2 separate regions of the Hordeum vulgare genome follow, and region 1 is linked to region 2. Evidence: chromatin contacts called from public Hi-C data. All regions are on one chromosome and are shown on one strand. The core of a region is the stretch at or near the end of the contact, and the rest is flanking DNA. Distances in the headings are between cores, read along the strand shown. Region 1 holds the start of LOC123401532 (glucomannan 4-beta-mannosyltransferase 1). Region 2 holds the start of LOC123403884 (peroxiredoxin-2E-2, chloroplastic-like).

What was found. Hi-C and Micro-C count contacts between places; a contact is called where the count stands out from the background.
Region 1: a contact with region 2 is called in a Hi-C map of leaf, with 2.6 times the contacts expected there. The contact joins the promoter of LOC123401532 here to the promoter of LOC123403884 in region 2. A contact is called at or near these places in 1 of 6 Hi-C or Micro-C datasets (leaf) and 1 of 1 datasets of contacts at active chromatin or transcription factors (embryo).

What each region holds. Positions count from the first base shown.
Region 1 is chr6H:158,649,776-158,652,860 of MorexV3_pseudomolecules_assembly, forward strand. It overlaps LOC123401532 (glucomannan 4-beta-mannosyltransferase 1), which reads left to right and starts at 1,757. Exons shown (of 9, transcript XM_045095360.1): 1 at 1,757-2,243; 2 at 2,403-2,501. The coding sequence starts at 1,962.
Region 2 is chr6H:158,446,485-158,449,515 of MorexV3_pseudomolecules_assembly, forward strand. LOC123403884 (peroxiredoxin-2E-2, chloroplastic-like) reads left to right here and starts at 1,629. Exons shown (of 1, transcript XM_045097796.1): 1 at 1,629-2,949. The coding sequence starts at 1,994. The coding sequence ends at 2,674.

The sequences.
Region 1 (3,085 bases), core at 507-3,006, 200 kb after region 2:
CCTAGGTCAAAGACATAAAGAAAGCGCTTCTAATTACTTGTTGATTTCGTCCTCATTGCAGTTTGTTGCCTTCGGGGAAGCTCCAAAGAGGGGAGTCCCGGTTTCATTGTTGCTGCGGGACTCCAAGGATTCACTTGCAGCCCCGGCAAGGGATTCCTTCATATTCAGATCGCCAGCTATAACCATGGTTGTGCTCGATCTTTTGGTGGTCTCTCTATGGGTCATAACTTCCGATGATTCTTTCTTTGCTCCTAGTGATGCTCGATCATATGGTGGATCCTCCTCCTAATATGTGGCAAATGAACCCTAGATCCCACGATTATCTTACCGTTAACTTTTTTTTTCGCATCTGACACCTGTCCTTCATCCGACACATGGTGCAGTTGCAATGCTTTTCTTCCTTGTGTTGTGGATACACAAATCTATTCCGCTCAATTCCTTCCTAGATTCCTTCATTACTGCCCACACATGGATAGTAGATATCTATTTTCCCATGGCTTCCTCAATTCTGAAAGGATCTTCCGCAAAGAAGATCTCGAGATGTTATTTTCTCCCTAATTTTCCTCGCAACGAATCCTCCCGATATGTCACGCTCGAAATTGGTTGCTGCCATCGCAAGATTGCCGTCGACTGCGTTCGAGCTAACGCTAGACGTGGCGAGTCTTGAACATATCATGTTTCACAATGTTGAAGTACATATCCACTAGGGGTGAATAATCGGATCTAATCACGAAGGTGATGAAACTATCAAAGAAAATAAGTTTGGTCGAAGTAAGATACGAGTATAATAGTATCTTGATCCATAAAAAGAAGGATAGTATTACCAAAAAACGATGTTAAAGGGGAAAGTTTCCTTCCTTGACTTTCATTGTTATTAGGTAGGCGGGGGAGACAGAGCCCATGCTTCTTAAGCGAAAGCATTGCACACTTGCTATTGCTCTATGAATTTCTCCCCGGCGTACTATTACACACCGTACTAACTAGTGAATGTGAGACAATTATTTCAGGAGACAAAAGGTGGTTATGAGACTAATTCTACTCTAACTCACAATGCATCAAATGTTTATGTTGATGCATTGTGTTATTTTTAGAGGAGTGCGATGTTTCAGTCGATAGTAAGATAAATGTGATTATTTTCAATTTTGAACTCCAAGACTCTGGTTTTCAACGCGTGCGTAGGTTGCGGTGTGTGTGTGTGCGCGCATGTTTACCTACGTTGTACTTCGCCTTCCTCAGCAATTTGTGTTAGCATTTCCCCCCTGATACAGTACAAGAATCATGTCCTACTAGGAACATGATTCCTCAATTTCCCCTCTTTGCTCTTAATTTGCTTTCGCGTTCCTTTTGGCCAAAAAGCAAATCCCACCCAAAAGCTGCACAATATCCATCCATCCACAAACGAAACCACCCCACCCCATGCCAACTCACTACTACTACGGCGTAAGCAATAACCACTTAACTGACCCTGTGACACATGAGCTCAGCCGGTTTGTTCCAAGTCCTACCCCCGCGGCGCACCACCGACACTCCCCTCCCCCGACCCCATCCGATCTATTCTCACCCCCGCCCGACAAATCATGGCCTCGCTTTGCACTGTTAAATCCCCGCCCTTTACTTATCACCACGCCGCTGTAGGAGTGTACCCTATTCCGCACTCATTTTACACTCCTTGGAAACGGAAGGAATCCATGGCGCACAAAACCCTACTACCATGTGCAGCTGCGCCTCCCACCCCTTTTATAAAACCCCGCACACACACTCCATCCCCCAAAGCAGCTCCCCCCAGTCCCCCACCCAGCTCGCTCCACACTGCCCGGCCCGCAGCCCCTGGCGCGCTAGCTTGCTCTAGCTAGGCCAGCAAGGTCGCGCGCGCGCCATTAATCTTCCTCGCCCGCGGCATTGCCTCGTCCCGGCCGGCGGCGAGGGGATCCAGCTTTGGCCAAGGGCTTAGCAGGCGAGCGATGGACGCGGCGGTGGGGCTGCCGGACGCGTGGTCGCAGGTGCGGGCGCCGGTGATCGTGCCGCTGCTGAAGCTGGCCGTGGCGGTGTGCCTGCTCATGTCGGTGCTGCTCTTCCTCGAGCGGCTCTACATGGCGGTGGTCATCGTCGGGGTGAAGCTCCTCGGCCGCCGCCCGGAGCGGCGGTACAAATGCGACCCCATCTCCGAGGACGACGACCCGGAGCTCGGCAGCGCCGCCTTCCCCGTCGTGCTCGTCCAGATCCCCATGTTCAACGAGCGGGAGGTACCACTACATTTCCCGCCCCCATTGCCATTGCCATTGCCGCCAACCCCGCTCGAGCTCCAGTGTCCAGCCCCCCCGCTTCAGTGTTCTAACTCACTCATTGGTTCTTGTAGCATTTAACATTTATTTTCCCCATTTCGTGCATGGTGGTACGTGCAGGTGTATCAGCTGTCGATCGGCGCGGTGTGCGGGCTGTCGTGGCCGTCGGATCGGTTGGTGGTGCAAGTGCTGGACGACTCCACGGACCCCCTCATCAAGGTGAGACGACGAGATCTTATCCCCGCCCCGCTCTCGTGTCCAACAGTACAACTAGTGGCGCCAGTAGTACCGGCCTCGGTAATTATGGAGCCTCATGTTCACCTGTCGGTGACATCCCCACCCCCAATCCATCCATCCGTCCGTCCACACGAACCGAACCTCGAAGCTCCCGGGATTCCCTCTCACTCCGCACTCCCCTTTACGTTTTTTTCCCAACGGAAAAGCCGTGACACCCGGGCCGCGCTCTGCAGTGCCAGCCTCCGACCGGCCTTGTCTTTTAGACACGTCGCCCTGAGCCACTGCCTCGCGGTCGCCGTCACGGCACAGGGCTTCTCCCTGTTCATAAATCATAATTATAGTTCGATGCCCCAGCTCTGAGCGAGATTTGGTTGGCAATAATTCTCAGTTTCACCCTAGTAGCAAATCTAACCATGTGCGGCTCTTTACAGGTTTCTTTATACACTTGTGTCCAGTCAATTCAGACGCGTGTTTAGGAGGAGTAACAGTTGACACGCTTGCTTGCGCCCGTCGGTGGCCAAGCGATGTTGCGTGCGCGTACGCACGTCTCTCCGTTTCCGTGATCG
Region 2 (3,031 bases), core at 379-2,878:
GTGCGCAATAAATAACACCTCTACTATTTTACTCTTAAAAGTTTCTCGCTGAGAACAATCACTAACAAATAGTTAATCGAGTGGTTAGCTTTTACTACATTCATTCCTAAATATAAGACATTTTAGAGCGAAAGTGCCTTTGTGCTCCCGAGCTCATTTGAGCTCGGATGAACAGTAAAATCGAAAAAAATCGAAAAATGTTTAAAAAATTCTGAAAGTTTTTTTAGGCCAATTTTTACAAAAGTTCTAACTGCATGCAAAAATTTGGCATGAACTAACATTTCTACAAGGCGTGGAAAAATAAACAATATAGACACTCTGAAAATGCGCATTTTCAAAGCATCCATTTTGTTTATTTTGCCACGCCTTGTAGAAATGTTTTTTTGAAAAATGTAATGAACTTTTTCTAACTTTTGAAAAATGTAATGAACTTTTTCTAAATTGGATGATTTTTTTCAATTTATATGAAGTTTTTTTCAAATTGATGAACCTTTTTAAAAGATATGATTTTTTTCAAATGATGTGAAAAGTTATATCTTTTCCCCTTTATATACCTTTTCTATTTGCAGGAAGCCCCCAGTTTTGAGAATAAAACTGTCTAAATCAGTTTTCCCTGGTTCGTTGGGCAGTTTTTCGTCTGGTTCTTATTTGCTTTTTCTTCTTCCTTTCTTATTTTCTTATTTTTGTTTTTATTAAGTTTTTTCTAAAACAATGAAATTTATCAAATTTTGATAAACTATCTTAAGTTTTGATCAAAAAAATTTAAACTATGAACTTTTTGCAAATTCAATGAACATTTTTCAAAATTAATGTTTTTTTTTCAAATTTGATGTTTTTTTTAAAAAATTGATGAAAAACAATGAGCTAATTTTGAAATTCGATGAACTCTTTTAAAATTGATGAACTTTTTTTTTCCCAAAAACGATGACCTATTTAAGACACAATGAATTTATTTCGGAATTGATGAACTTCTTTCAAATTCAAAACTTTCTTCAAATTCATGAATTTTTTTATTTTCTTAATAAATCTATGAATAGTTTTATTTACACGTCATATTCAGAACTGTAAAAAACCAAAACCGGTCTTTTTCCTGAAACAATTGCACATCTCATTCGAAAAAAATCAAACGAGCCTAGCAAAAGCAAACAGTAGTGGATTTACTTTATTGGCCACGGACCATTGCTAGACGTTGTAGGCGCTAGTTATCCGAATCGGCGCTTAATGCGCCGATTAGGAGCTCCCTCCTGCACCACTGCATAGGAGGTGAGGACTGCAGCGATCTTGATAAGAAAAAGAATACGAACGGAGAGTATGAAAGAGGCCCAACCCATACCTGGCCAAATGGGCCGTGTCAATTGGGCAGGCCCGACAGCCCGACACACTCTAATCGTCCTCGTGCACGGCACGCAGCACGTCTCGGACCGTGCCTGGGCTTGGAGGCTCGGCACGTGGGCCGACACGACACGATCCATTTTGTTATATATATTTAATTTTTTAATATATATATATGTGTGTGTGTGTGTGCGTGCGTGCATGCGTGCGTGCGTGTGTGTGTGATATACAGATCAATAGACCTAAAATAAGTTCATGAAACTAAAAATATACAACACAACGTGTTAATCGGGTCAGGGTCAACATACGGTCCGTTTATTAACCAGGCCGTGCCTAGGCCCGAAGGCGCACCCCACATGCTAACATGGCACGGCCTGATCGGTAAACGTGCTGTGCGAGGCCCGTTTGCAGCGGCCCGTGCCAGCCCGTTTGGCCAGGTATGGCCCAACCAAGTGCTGGGCTGACTGCCTAATCCAGGGCAACAGCACGACGTCCACCCATTCCGCCCCCGCGTCCAACGAACCAACCAAAATTGGCGCTGCTCCACCTATCACGTCGCACCCGGCCGTTCCTTCCATCCAAAACCCAAGGGAAACCCTCACGCTCTTCCCAAGGCCGAACAGATAGCATTTCCTCGAATACATCGCCTCGTCCTTCCTCCATGGCCACCGCGTCGCTGTCCGCTCTGTCCTCGTCGGCCGCCGCCGCCGGCAGGCGCTTCGTCCTCTCCTCCCCGTCGCTCGCCTTCGCCTCCCGCCGCATCGCCGCCCCAGCCCGCCTCCGCGCCGCCGTTCTTCCGGGGGAAAGGAGATTCGCGGCGTCCGCGGCATCGGCATCCCCGGTCGTGGCCACCATCGCGGTCGGCGACAAGCTGCCCGACGCCACGCTCTCCTACTTCGACCCAGCCGACGGCGAGCTGAAGACGGTGACGGTCGGCGACCTCACGGCGGGGAAGAAGGTCGTGCTCTTCGCTGTCCCGGGCGCCTTCACCCCGACCTGCTCGCAGAAGCACCTGCCGGGGTTCGTCGAGAAGGCGGGCGAGCTGCGCGCCAAGGGGGTGGACACCGTGGCGTGCGTCTCGGTGAACGACGCCTTCGTGATGAAGGCGTGGAAGGAGAGCCTCGGCCTCGGCGACGACGTGCTGCTGCTGTCGGACGGCAACCTCGAGCTCACCCGCGCGCTGGGCGTGGAGATGGACCTCTCCGACAAGCCCATGGGGCTAGGCGTGCGGTCCCGCCGCTACGCGCTCCTCGCAGACGACGGCGTCGTCAAGGTGCTCAACCTCGAGGAGGGCGGCGCCTTCACCACCAGCAGCGCCGAGGAGATGCTCAATGCGCTCTGAGCCGCGCCTGCTCTGCTTCTTGCCTGAGTCGTGTCTAGTAGTGAATAATAATCCGACGAACTGTTTCTCGTGTGAGCGTCCTTTGATGCGTCGTCATCGTGGAGAGGATTTTGTTTTCTTTCATTGAGCATTGCGTGATGTCCATGTGCTCGATGGAATGACTTGAGTTTTTCAAGGCGTCGTACACTCGTACTTGTTCTTGCATTGCCAGCGCTAAAGCCTGCGGGTTTGCTGAGATGTTTACAAAGCTTGCGTACAAAATCGCATTGTGCTGAGATTGAAGTCAACTGATCAGTTCGGATTTTTCTCAAGGAGGATAATACCGGCCTCTCCATAGAGGCATCTTCATTAAATTAA